Regions from separate parts of the Ovis aries genome. Here regions 1 and 2 are each linked to region 3. Evidence: chromatin contacts called from public Hi-C data. All regions are on one chromosome and are shown on one strand. Each heading gives the region's core, a stretch centred on a gene start, on an enhancer-like site or on the middle of the called end of the contact. The rest is flanking DNA. Distances are from core to core; before and after follow the strand shown. Region 1 overlaps ABTB2 (ankyrin repeat and BTB domain containing 2). Region 2 overlaps ABTB2 (ankyrin repeat and BTB domain containing 2). Region 3 holds the start of ABTB2 (ankyrin repeat and BTB domain containing 2).

Evidence for each region. Hi-C and Micro-C count contacts between places; a contact is called where the count stands out from the background.
Region 1: a contact with region 3 is called in a Hi-C map of tail adipose tissue, with 4 times the contacts expected there. The contact joins the enhancer-like site here to the promoter of ABTB2 in region 3. A contact is called at or near these places in 11 of 16 Hi-C or Micro-C datasets (blood, hypothalamus, liver and 4 more).
Region 2: a contact with region 3 is called in a Hi-C map of hypothalamus, with 4 times the contacts expected there. The contact joins the enhancer-like site here to the promoter of ABTB2 in region 3. A contact is called at or near these places in 9 of 16 Hi-C or Micro-C datasets (blood, hypothalamus, liver and 5 more).

The regions. Positions count from the first base shown.
Region 1 is chr15:63,582,303-63,586,656 of ARS-UI_Ramb_v3.0, reverse strand. The region is part of intron 3 of ABTB2 (ankyrin repeat and BTB domain containing 2); the gene reads left to right. Among named protein-coding and RNA genes, the nearest start is that of NAT10, 71 kb to the right of the region's middle. Within about 2 kb of position 2,441, at least 8 of the 54 cell types and tissues checked have an H3K27ac peak or open chromatin away from gene starts, as enhancers often do. A contact at or near this core is called in hypothalamus and tail adipose tissue, where this site is marked.
Region 2 is chr15:63,560,605-63,564,887 of ARS-UI_Ramb_v3.0, reverse strand. ABTB2 (ankyrin repeat and BTB domain containing 2) reads left to right here. Exons shown (of 17, transcript XM_027979614.3): 15 at 2,852-2,920; 16 at 3,563-3,676. Among named protein-coding and RNA genes, the nearest start is that of NAT10, 49 kb to the right of the region's middle. Within about 2 kb of position 1,902, at least 8 of the 54 cell types and tissues checked have an H3K27ac peak or open chromatin away from gene starts, as enhancers often do. A contact at or near this core is called in hypothalamus, where this site is marked.
Region 3 is chr15:63,742,874-63,747,155 of ARS-UI_Ramb_v3.0, reverse strand. ABTB2 (ankyrin repeat and BTB domain containing 2) reads left to right here and starts at 2,558. Exons shown (of 17, transcript XM_027979614.3): 1 at 2,558-3,860. The coding sequence starts at 2,978. It overlaps LOC106991640 (a long non-coding RNA gene), which reads right to left and starts at 2,392. Exons shown (of 4, transcript XR_009596659.1): 1 at 2,241-2,392; 2 at 1,752-1,917; 3 at 943-1,435.

The sequences.
Region 1 (4,354 bases), core at 1,192-3,691, 160 kb after region 3:
AGCCCCTCACTCAACCATCATCTGTGTGGCTGGTCCTTGAGAGATTCCTTTCCTAGACTAAGGATCCTTACCTCAGGGTGGGCTGAGCTTAGATGGTGGTGAAGACATCTCCTTACGGAGATAGCCTAAGGCATCATGGGCCTCCCCAAACCCTCCCAGCCCCAGGAGCCAGGCCTGTGCCCCAAGGCCCCCCTCTGCTCCCAGTCAACAGTGGAAGTTAAGAAACCATGGCCCAGGTTTCCCAGGGCTGAGCTCAGGCCGGGTGTCGAGGGCCTACCCAGCCAGTGGGCACCTCCCAGACCCGCCTGCCTGAATACTTGAACCCCGTCCTCATGGGTGGGCACAGAGGGGACATAGCTACTGGCCCCAGACTTGGCCTGCCCGGTGGGGACAGAGGCACAAGGTCTTATCATGCCTAGGCCTCCAGTTCTGCCAACCTGACTCTCTCCCCAAGGCCCCTGCCCACCTCAAGGAAGAACAGAGCCTGCTTTGAGCTGGAAATCGGAGGCGTTTCCTGTTTCATGTTGTTAAGACACCGCTTATGGGACTGTAATCCCAATAAATCATACACTTGCTGAGTGGGACAGGGTTTGTTTTTTGTTTTTTTTTTTTTCCCAGGCTGCAGGGACCTCTTAAAACCAAGGCCTTAAGAAGTTTCTTCTCTTTCATTTCTTTTTTAATGGGAAAAAATGGCTTTTGCAGGCCTGGTCCTGGTGAGGGGCCTTGTGAGCCTGTTGGCTTGATATACTCAGGCTCAAATGTTTGATTAAAGAGGGAGAAGAGAAACTGAGTCACAACGCTTAGAGCTGGTCTCCCTATTGCTGCTGACAGGTTCTGTGACCTTAGGCGAAACACTGGGCCTCCCGGGGCCTCTGTTTCCTCCTCCTCACCCCACTTCCTGTTAAAGGCCCACTTTCTTTGCTATATTTTATGAGTTCTCCTCATGATGTGAATTGCTATTTTATGCACACAAAGAGAAATGCTTGGAGTTGGTGACCCTTTTAAGCGGCCTTGTTTGTCACAGTAGCAGCCCGACCGGATGTGTTTGCAAGCGTATGTGTGGTGTTTCCGAGGTTAGGCCACCAGCAGCCCTCGAGGACTGCAGGTCCCTCACAGTATCCCGTGCCTACCCCCTCATGCCCTCGCTTGTTCATGACCCCGAAGCTCCTGGGTCTGTGTTGTCCTTGCCCCTTCCCCCGTCTAGGATTCTTGATGGCCAAGGCCCTGCACCGCCAGAAACAGTCTCCAGATCACACTCGACATAGTGGTTGCGTTTGTTGCTCTGTTTTATGAGCTGGGGTGGAGTGGGTGGTGGGCAGCTCACTGGCAGGCTTTTGCAAGCTTTGCATGTTTATACTTGCAGGAAGGTTGGGGGATGTGGAGAGGGAATTGGCTGGGCTTGATGAAGGCTGGAGCTGAGGCATTTAATAGATTCTTGTAGCCTTTGCTGCTATTATGTATTTTCTCTATCAACAGACACTAAAATGATAGTAACGGCTAACCTTTACCAAGAATTTACCATGTGCTAAGCACTTTATGTACATACTTCTGGCTGTCTTATGAGGTGGCCCTATTATTGATACCCATTTTGTTGATGGGACAGCTGAGTCTAGAGAGAGAAGATAACTTGCACAGGATTATAATTTAATTCATCAAGAGTGCAATGGATTGCAACCTAGGGCAGTCTCCCTCAAGAGCCCGTGTACTTGATCTCTGTACAGAAGGTACAGCTTTTATCTTATGGAGGCTGTGAAATAACAGCAAAAGGGTTTCTCATGATGGTAAGTGTCTAGAAACCACCAACCTAACCCCATCTTTAAAAGAAAAACAGGCCCAAAGAAGGTAATGATATGCCCAAGGTTATAGACTCAATTCAGTGGCTTCTAGAAACTAGGGTTTTCTCCCAGTGAAGATTCGGTGTAGAATCCTCAGATCCTTAAGCCAGGAGTGTGCATGTACACCACACACCATTCTAGAATTGGACTGGGGTGGGATGCCAGCCCCATGCCTGAAAGCAGCCTTGCCCCAGTAAAGGCAGCAGTTCTCAAAGTGTGGTCTGGGGACCCTCTGGGTCCCAGAGACTTCTCTGGAGGCCCCAGGGTCAGCATTATTTTCATAACAATGAGATGTTATTTGCCTTTTCACTCATTTTCTCACAAGTCCCTGGGGAGTTTTTCAGAGACTGTGACATACAAGCACTGTATCACTCTGATGGCTGACAGAATGTGTGTTCAGAGGTTTGAAGTTCTCTGTTTTCATTTCGGATACAGTAATTAGCGATAGAACAACACACATAAACCAAAGCTCTTTGAGGGCATGAATAATCTGTAAGAGTACAAAGGGGATCCTGAGACCAAAGCACTTGAGAACCACTAGTCCAAGGTGCCAGGCCCAGCACAGGGGACAGTCAGTGGCTTGCGGCCAACCGCAGCCTGGCGAAAAGGCAAAAAGAGAAAAGCAGGCCTTTTGCTCTGGAAGGGAACCAGAGAGCCCCTGGGGACGGTGCATAGCCAATCATTCCCAGCCTTGCTCCTCTGGAGTCCTTTCACCCTGTGTCAGATCACAGCCGTGGCCAGTACAGATGGGAGTTTTTATAGGGATTTTCCAGAATGTCCAGTAATGAAGGCCAGCTTCTCAGCATGCCCAATGGGCTAGATGAAATAACCTGAAAGGAAATAGTAGCCTGGAACCCACAGGCCAAGGGAAGGATGTTATTGAGAAAGTCCATGAATTGCTCATCATTTTGCTTTCCTATGGGCCACAGGTCAACTGGTGGGTAGGCCAAGGAGAAAGGCCTGAAAGGATCATTTGGGGGCCTGCAATGGCCTTGGATGTGGACAAGTGGGCACCAGTCAGAGGCATAGTGATAGCTTTAACCCTGGAGTATTTTTGTATGTTGAGAATATTAATCAGTGTGCAATTCAGAGAACAGAAACCACCCTAGGTGTTTTCAACAAGAAGGGATTCAATGTAGGGAATTATGTGCCAAAAGAATCATCGTGTGGGCTCAAGGAGCAGGTCTAAGGCTGAACCTCCAGGAATGACTCCAACCAAGAACAATACAAAACTTGCTATTGGAGGGTTTCTCCCTCTGAGATGACCCCAGAAACTGTAATTCAAGATTGAAGCTGGAGTCAAGAAGGTTTGGCTGTTGCCTTCAGTAGCAGTACTGCTGTCTCTGAAGCACTCAGGAAGTCAGGAAATCAGGAAATGGACGCTGGAATGCTCTACAAGGGGAAAAAAATCATGTTTTATGATTTGGTCTGCTGGTAGAACCAAGCAAAGAAGACACAAAGGGGACCTCCGCCTCACGTCCATTTATCAGATCTCATGCAGCTATGTCTTAATGGTCTAATTACAAAGGAGTCTGCGAAATGTAGTTTTCAGTTTTCCACATCTCCAGCTAAGTTGGTAAATTGGAGGCTTAATGAACCAGTCCCCAGTATCTGCCCACCAGTTACCAATACTCTATCTTTTCACGTGCCGAGTTGTAAGAGGCACAAGCCTGGGGAATGCATCATGACACCATCTAATTAGACTTCATGGTTTCCTGACTTCCCTCTCGGATTTCCCGTAGGGCAGCTGGGAGATGCTGCTCAGAGCGTTTGTGGCCACACTTGGCTCTTTGTCTTGGCTGTTGGCCACAATAGGGAAGAATGGCTGGCACATCCGTGAACTATCTTTTTGCTTACCCTTCAGTCTCCAGTGCTGGTGGATTACATAAAGCCTTCCCCTTGAATCAGAAGGACTGATATGTAGATGTATGTCTCTAAGCTTACCTTGCAGCACTGTGGTATAAGAACTGTAAAATTCCAAAATATTTGGGGGGAATTCAAATGGGCGTTCACAACCAAGGAAGATCTTATAAACAGGAGGGTAATTCACAAATGAATTGTGGTTCCTTCCTGGATTCTACAAGCTCCCCATTAAGGGTCCTGGCTTCCCACTCTTAACTAGTCTACGTTGTGCCCTTGAAAAGTACATTTTTTTTTTTTTTTTTTTCTGGGCAGAAAGAGGACTTGGTCCAGAACTGAAAACTCGGATGTATTCTGCCACATTCCTGATGCTTAGCCATCCTTTCAGTATTCAACTTAACTGAGGATCTGTTGTTTCCAGGCCCTATGCCTGGTATACTTTGGAGAGGGATGGTAGAGGCATCATTCTTGTCTAAAGAGAAATAGTCTAGTCATGAACATGAGACATATTTATTCTCGAATAGAGTTCTAAGGGATCTTGGAGAAGGAAGAGTATTTTCATTGGAGAAGGGATGTGGGAAGGCCTCTAGAAAGAAGTGGCATTGGAACCAGTCCTTGAAGGATAAAGAGGATCTGGATGAGTAGAGATGAGAGCTGGT
Region 2 (4,283 bases), core at 653-3,152, 180 kb after region 3:
GATAGAGCCAGGGTTCAATCTTAGGGCGTGTGGAATGGTCCAGTTTGTGTGACCTCGCACACTCTGGAGGGTGAGGGGAGGACGGGCAGGACTGCAGCCAGGGCAGCAGGTGAGCGGCTGGTGAGAATCCAGCTGAGTGATGATGGCGACCGGTAGAGGCAGCAGGGTAGAGGGGTGTGGATGGGGGGAGAGTGGGGGGCTTGGCGGCATTGGAGGAGGCCCAGGGTCAGGCCCAGGGTCGGGCATAGGGGTCTCCCCTCCCCTCTTCTCATCCCTTGAGCCAAACTCCCTGGGGAAGGGGAGCTTGCTTGGCTAAGAAGCCCAAAGTCCAGGTGAGTTGGAGCGTGAGGTGGGGTCACGACCCAACCCAGGAGGCGGGTTTGAGAAGGGCAGCGGGGATTGGGCGGGAGGTGGGGGTGACAAGGGTGACCCCTGCCATCGAGGCAGCATCTGCTCAACTGGGGTGACTCCCGAGGCAGGAGAGGCTGGGCAGCCCTTGACTTCTCAGGCTTGTCACGGGGTAAACAGAGACAACAGGCCTAACCTCAGGGCACACGTGGGCCTGGGGCATGTTAGCCACTGGCCTGGCCCTGTGGGTTCTCTGGGAACAAAGCTCTGCCATCCCGCAGTGTGTCGGGGGGGGGGGGGGGGGGGGGGGGGGGGGGGGGGGGGGGAGGGCAGCGTGCAGCTGAAGCCATAGATCCAGGTCCGAGGCCTCCTAAAAAAGCCTAAGTTTCAGAGCAGCCCCCAGACATCTCATTGGCTGTCACAACACAAAGAGAACTTGAGATCTTTGTTTTCTAGAACAGGAAACGGAGGCCCAAGGAGATCTAAGCAATACTATCTCTAATAGAAAGATAATGCTGGGCACAGAGGTTATGTAAAATTGCTTAATAGATGAAGGAAAATGTAAAAAGAAACAGGTGAAATTTATTTAACTTAATGGAGCCAAAATAGTATCATTCCACATATAAAAATTTAATGAAATGTTTTCCTTTTTTTGCACTAAATGTTTGCAATGCAGTTTTGACACAACACAGACATTACAGGTGTAGACTCTTGCCAGGGTCACTGCCGACTAAACCTCGGCCTTTGGGGGATGCCCCTGCCGTTCTGATGCGGCTGTTGGCCCCAGTCCTGTCCCTGCAGTATTGGGGGCCTCCCTGTGGTCCTGGTGGCCCACTCTGGGCAGAAGGAAGCGAGGCCATCCCTGCAGCTGGTCCTGCCTGGGCCTCACTGGGAGCAGCCCTTTGCCCGCTCCAGCCCTGCAGGCTGCCTGCTTTGGATGACCCACAGTCTGCCCGGGGGCTACGGGGCTGTGGGAAATTAATGTCCGCAGCTGCCTGTTAGCAGCCCGGTTCCCCCAGGGAGGCTCCAAGAGGGTGATTCTGGTCCCACTGCTGTGGGCTCATCTGCATTCAGGTGCCTCAGGGAGACCCATGTACCACCAGAGCTGGGCCGGGCCCAGACCAACTCCCAAAAGCGGCAGGAGGCTGCTTCTAAGCCAGGGAGAGGAGCCACAGGCTGGGCCCCTTCTCACCTCAGGGCTGCCCTGAGGCTAACACCTAGGAAAGAATCCCTGGAGATGGGAGCCGCCCCACTCCCAGTCCTGGGCACTCAGCTCCCAGGGTGGGGGATGGTGGAGGAAGCCAGGCGTGGGCCTGCCTGAGGCACACGCTGCCTGGAGTAGGGGGACACGGGTACATCCGTGTAACTGTAAGATCTCCACCTGAGCTCCAGCAGGGGCTGCACAAGACCCTGGAAGCCCACGCTCCTGAGGGGAGGGCGCGGGCTGATGCCTCCTGGACGGGCCAGGACGCGGCTGGCAGGCCCTCTTCCCTCCCCCGCCCCAGCGTGGGCTCCTTTCCTCTAGACCCTCTGGTGCCCCTTCCAGCCCGGGGGCCAGTCCTAACAGAGCCCAACTGTGCCGGCTGGAGCCGTGTTTACTTATACCCTTGCCAGCTCCTTGCTGGGGCCCTTTCTTCAGCCAACCAGGGAGAATCATTTTTCTTTTTCCAGCTGGAAACTCCCCAGTCTCCAGCATGATGGCAGAGCTTGTAAGTCAGACCTCAGCAGAACTAAACATAGCCCTCTCCCCAGGCCACCTCATATGGTGTCGCAGGGCCCCCGCTGGTCGGCAGGGTGACCTCTGGGCCAGGTCCCAGGCCCCAGCACTGCACTGGCTTCCAGGAGGAGGTCGGGATCTGGCTAGCCCTGATGGGGAGGTCAGGAGTCAGGATTCCGAGGGTGGACAGTCGCCCCCTCAGAGCCCCCCATGTTTAGAATTTCCGTAAGGGGAGAAAATGAGTCGTGAGGTGCCTGGTGTGCCGGAAGGGTTCTGAGGAGGCGGGTCAGCCTCATCAGCCTACCTGCCTGGCCTCAGTTTTCCCAGCTGTGAAGAGTATCTGCCCTCCTGGGCTCACAGGGCTGTTGTGGGGATTGAAGTGAAGCCACTCTGTGGAAGGCAGCTTGCCATACGCATTCCAGGAGAAGCACAAAAATGCCTGACGAGAGTCGGGTGGTGTGCAGACGCTGGCACACAGAGGTCATGGGGCACCAGGGGCGGGCAACGGCTGGAGTGGCGCTCGGGACATGGGGGGGCACCGAGGGGTGGGCAGCGGCTGGAGCAGCGCTCGGGGGGGGGGAGGTGGGGCACCGAGGGGCGGGCAGCGGCTGGAGCGGCGCTCGGGGCGAGGGGCACCAAGGGCCGGGCAGCGGCTGGAGCAGCGCTCGGGGCAGGAGGTGGGGCACCGAGGGCCGGGCAGCGGCTGGAGCGGCGCCCCAGGGGCGCGGGATGAGCACAGTGGTGCTGTGGGCCCCCTGGCCCTCACATGGGGCCTTTTTCCTGCAGATGATGATGCAGTATCTGTACTACGGGGGAACGGAATCCATGGACATCCCCACTGGTGACATCCTGGAGGTGAGGACCTGGCCTGTCGGGGAGAGGAGCGGGGAGCCCCTGAGCCCATCCATCATGCCTGTGCCCAGCCTGAGACACCTGCCAAGTCTCACCCACCCCAATCTCAGAAACACAGCATTGGAGACATGAGGAGGGAGGGAAGGGGGGCCTCTGTGAGGACCCCCTGCTTCCCTGCAGGTCCTCGCTCTTCTGAGCACATGGGAAATGGTGCGCCTGTGGAACCCAACCTCCTGGGTGACCCCTCAGGGTTAGTAAGGGCCATCCCTGAGGATGGAAAGCCTAGGAGGATCAGAAGGCAGCAGGTACCCTCCCACCTTACCAGGTTACTGCTTAGAGAACGGACCTGCTGCTGGCCACGCACCTGGCTAGAAAGTCGTGCAGATGAGCAGGCAGCTCATAGTTGAAGGCCTCGCGACATGAGAAATCCCAACCAATGTCTGTCACCTATCGGATACTTCCCAAGGTGTCCTAGCAAATACCTAGATAGCCTGGGGTAGAAATAAATCAAGGCCATCGGACTTAACTGGCAGGTGGGCAGGGAGGGTCCTGGGGGTCAGGAGGGCACACAGGGGCTCTCTGTTCTGTGATGCTGGGGCCATGGGCCTGGCCCCGCTCACCCACGGCCTCTCTTCCTCCTGCCAGCTATTGTCAGCTGCCAGCCTGTTCCAGCTGGACGCCCTGCAGCGGCACTGTGAGATCCTATGCTCCCAGACCCTGAGCGTGGAGAGCGCCGTGAACACCTACAAGTATGCCAAGGTGAGGGCCCCCGCTGCCGCCCCTGCCCCCATCGCTCACCCTGCTGTGCCCTGGAAGCTTTGAAGGACAGTGTCACCCTCTCTGTGGCCTGAGGTCATGGCCACCCAGTAAGGTGGCACAGCAGCTGGGGAGCTGAGCTCTGAGCCAGGTGGACCCCAGGTCCTGTACCAGTTGTGCTGCACTGGGCAGTGAGACCTGGGGCGGCAAAGAGCAGAGCCCCTCCAAGTCAGATCAGTTCTCAACACTACTCGAGTTTCTCCCCCTTGGTGCTCCTTAGTCTTCCTCCTCGCAGCAGATGCCACGGTCACCTCCCACACCCGCAATGCATCAGCCACCCCTCTCCGTCCCGCTACCTCCACTCTCGGACGATCGCGTTGGCCTGGCCTCCAACAATTCCTGGCTTTCACCCTGCAGTCCACAAGGCTCTTTGAAAAGTGTGAAGATCCCGCCACTCCCCTACTGAAACTCTTCAAAGGTTTCCCACTGCAAAGTAAAGACCCAGCCCTTATCTGTCACCCCTTATGAGGCCCCTAGGACCCTCTCCCATCTCCCCTTCCAGTGCCTCCCTCTCCTTTCACCTGGCCACGTGGCCCCCATCTCTTTCTCA
Region 3 (4,282 bases), core at 1,309-3,808:
GTGTCTGACTCTTTGCAATCCCATGGACTATAGCCTGTCAGGCTCCTCTGTCCATGGAATTTTCCAGGCAAGAATATTGGAGTGGGTTGCCATTTCCTTCTCCAGGGGATCTTCTCTACCCAGGGATTGAACCCGTCTCCTGCATTGGCGGGAGATCGGGAGATACTTTACCACTGAGCCACCTGGGAAACCCCTTAGCTTCATACAGGTAATGTATATTTATTGAAAATTTTCTTTACCAACAATGGTGAAATCAAGACCCAAACTACAAAACATGATGGCAATTGATGCTTATAAAAAATAATGCGAAGGGTTATGTTTCACAGATTTGTGCAAACTTCTTTCAAATCTCAGTCTGTCCTTTTATCAAAGAGGAGATCACAGCATCTGTTATTCCTTGTGATTTAATAGTTTTTTTTTAAAAAATGCATTCCATTGACAAAAAAGAAAAGCTTTGCTTCCAAACAGCACTAGTCTTTAAAGTGAATTTTCCCCAACATAAATATAGAAAATAGCCTGTATGGAGCACATTGGGCTTGGTCAGAACTCCTCCCCCCCACCAACAACATTTAGATGTCGCCTGATGCAAGCGCAGCCTGGGAGGTCTGAATATATACATATGCCCCCTCCCTCTTGATCCTCCCTCTCCCCCTCTCCATCCCACCCCTCTAGGTCCTCACAGAGTTCCAGGCTGGGCTCCTTGTGTTATATAGCCGCTTCCCAGTCGCTACCTATTTTAGGGTTAATTTTTTATGGAGGCACAGAACAAAATGATTTTGAAAAAAGAAAGAAAACCCGATTAAAAAAAAAAACTTGGCCGAATTTATTTCCTCTAAATGTCCATTAGAGGGCGACATTTGCTTTGCTATTATATTTCCCCTAATAAGATTTAAATCGCATCAAATTTCTTTTCACACTTTTAAACAAATTGAATATCCTTACCTACTTTGACTTCCTATCTCTATTAGAAGATGTAGTCACATCTTGTGTCCTCTTGATTTGGTCCCTGCGGACTCAGCATCGTTCATTAGTATCAATACTTCCAGCCTTGACGCCATTCCCAGTTGTAACCACCAGGCGGCGGTATTGCATAAATAAAGATGAGCTGGAAGGCAAAATTAAGCCAAAACTGCCAAAGCAAAAGGAGTTTCACCGGGAAAGGGCAATTAATTTAAGAAGCAGAGAGAGAAACCAGACATTTCTAGTTCGTATGCAACTCACGGCCCAAGGTCAAAACCCTGTGAGATATAGTACAAAGCAGCTATTCAAGAGCGCAGGAGGAGGCTGACCTGGGGGAAATGCTTGCACAATCTCCTCCTTGCTTTTGTGGCTCCACAGGAGGAGGCGTGTCCACGTTCGTGCACGTGTCTGTGAATAGTTACAGGACAGTGGCGGGCCAGGGTGGGACCGGGCATGGATCTGCTGGATACCGCCTCTGGACAAGTGCATAAGACAGGTTTACAACGGTGCTGCTTGGAGGTCAGCTCTCATTTTACCCCGGAAGGAAAGCGAGTCCTGAGCCGAGCAGAGAGCTCGCCTGAGGGCACACCGTTAGGAAGAGGTGCGTTCAGCCAGGTGTTCCAAGCCCAGGCCACAACTAAGGACGTTTTTCATTTTCGCACACCCATTACGCACGTGTGTAATACACTCCCCTCCCCCCCCCTCCCCCAGCACACACACTCGGACACGAAGCACAAGAAGGACCCAACACAGCAAGCGGCGTTGTACAGTTTAACAGGAAAGTCACCGACTCTTGCAAATCTGATCAGTTACGGCCTTCTCCCAGGAGTAGCACTCAGACTACTGCGTGTGTAATATTTCAAGTGGCGTGGAGAGGTGAGGGCGGAATCGCAGCCCTCTGGAGGCTGTCCATTTATCAGATGCCAGATTAAGAAGAATTTCTATTCTGATTGGAGCCTAGAAAGCAATGTAAAGAAAACCAGACGGATTTGGAAAGAGAAGCAAACAGGGGCAAACTCCTCGCTCCAAATACAACTGGAGTTTCGTCTCGGGAAAGGGGGAGGGGCTTGGCAGAAATTCTTGAGAGAGGTGGGGCGTCTGACTTGGGTCCCCTCCCCCAGGCCTCGGTCCTCTCCCCTAGTCCCAACCCTTTTGCTCCCCTACCCTTACTCGACTCGCTGGCTTTTGGTGTTCGGCACCAAAAGGGTTTGAAAAGGAGCTGCGGACGCCCAAAGCCTGGACGGCGGGAAGGTGGCAACACACAGTGGCTTTTCCTTTACCTCTTTCTTTAATTCGTCAGCTCGCGAGCCTAACGTTTCGATCCCCCTTTTCCCAGCCGCCAGGTCGCTCACTCGCCATCTCCTTCCCCCTCCTCCACCGAGCCCTCGGCGTCTCCTCCAGACCCTCGGCCTCCAGCCCCGCCTCTGCCGGCGCTGGGTTTCACGGGCGGCGGAGTGAAATCAGCAAAGTGACCGCCCCTCTGGGAGATCATTGGTGCAGCCCCTGCCCGTCGCGGCCGATGATTGGTGGGCCGCCCGGGTTATTTGCATGCCGGCAGCAGCCCAGTACCCAGCTGTGCGGGCGGCTGGCTCCGCGCAGAAGTTTGCAGAGAGCTTTCTCGCCGGTCGGTCCCGGACTCGCACAACCCCGGGAGCCGCCTCCTTCGATCGCCGCCGCCCTGTTCTCTCGGGATCCCTTCTCTGCGGAGGATAGACGCTCTGCTTCAGGGAAGTTGAGGTGGACCAGGGGGATTGCGGAGGAGGAGCAACGGAGGATCGTTCCAGTGACAGCTCGGAGTCGGGACGCCGGGAGCGTGGGGCTCTGGCCGCCGCGAATCTCGCCCACCTTCCTGCGGCCGCCGGGTAGGCGGGCGGGCGATGCGGCCTCCGAGCCCCGCGGTGCCGAGAGAAAGCAGGGCGCCCCGGAGAGCCTAGAGCTTGTTTCTGCCCACTTGGGGAAGGGCTCATGGAGTTGTGAGCGCCCCTCCCTCGGCGAGGCCGCCCCGGGCAGGCTCCCCATGGCCGGGACGTACAGCTCCACTTTGAAGACGCTGGAGGACTTGACCTTGGACTCCGGGTATGGGGCCGGGGACTCGTGCCGCTCGCTCAGCCTCTCGTCCTCCAAGTCCAACTCGCAGGCGCTCAACTCTTCGGCGCAGCAACACCGCGGGGCGGCCTGGTGGTGCTACTCCGGCTCCATGAACAGCCGCCACAACAGCTGGGACACGGTGAACACGGTGCTGCCCGAGGACCCCGAAGTGGCCGACCTCTTCTCGCGCTGCCCGCGCCTGCCCGAACTGGAGGAGTTCCCCTGGACCGAGGGAGACGTGGCCCGGGTCCTTCGCAAAGGTGCCGGCGGCCGGCGACAGCCCCTGTTCTCCGCCGAGGCGGTCAGGCGCCTGGCGGGGCTGCTCCGCCGGGCGCTCATCCGGGTGGCCCGCGAGGCGCAGCGCCTGAGCGTGCTGCATGCCAAGTGCACCCGCTTCGAGGTGCAAAGTGCCGTGCGCCTAGTGCACAGCTGGGCACTGGCCGAGAGCTGCGCGCTGGCCGCGGTCAAGGCCCTGTCCCTATACAGCATGAGCGCGGGCGACGGGCTGCGCCGGGGCAAGTCTGCGCGCTGCGGCCTCACCTTCTCAGTGGGCCGCTTCTTTCGCTGGATGGTGGACACCCGCATCTCCGTGCGAATCCACGAGTACGCGGCCATCTCGCTCACCGCCTGCATGGAGAATCTGGTGGAAGAGATCCGGGCCAGGGTTCTCGCCAGCCAGAGCCCCGACGGCGGAGGGGCCGGAGGCGGGGAGGTGTCCGCTGAGGCCCTGGAAATGGTCATCAACAATGACGCCGAGCTCTGGGGCGTCCTGCAGCCCTATGAGCATCTCATCTGCGGCAAGAACGCCAATGGTAAGCGCGTGGGCTCTGGGCCCGTGGACTGGGTTGGAGGGAAGTCCAACCTGGGCTACGCAGGGGGTGAATTTCCTAGGACCAAGGAGAGTCAAGACCTGAGAGAAAGCGTTTGGTCTTTGGGTAGTGGAGTTCATTAAAGAGTCTTTTCCGAGGTGGTTCTTTCGGCGACTGACTTTCGGAGGGGAAAGTAGTGGTTGATCTGCTTCCTGTTGTGCGTCGTGTTGTCGCCGTTGGGGGCCATTCACTGATTGAACCTCTTGATGAAGCCATCCCTGAACCTCTCTCGGAATGCCTTGCGGCCCTCCCCCCTGCTTGATGGGTCTGTAGTTGGCCTCTCTCCCCGACCACTGGGTGGATGGTTCGGTCCTAGTTCTGTCGAGTACAGTAGAAGCAACCAGAGGGTCTGGGCTGCAAAGTCC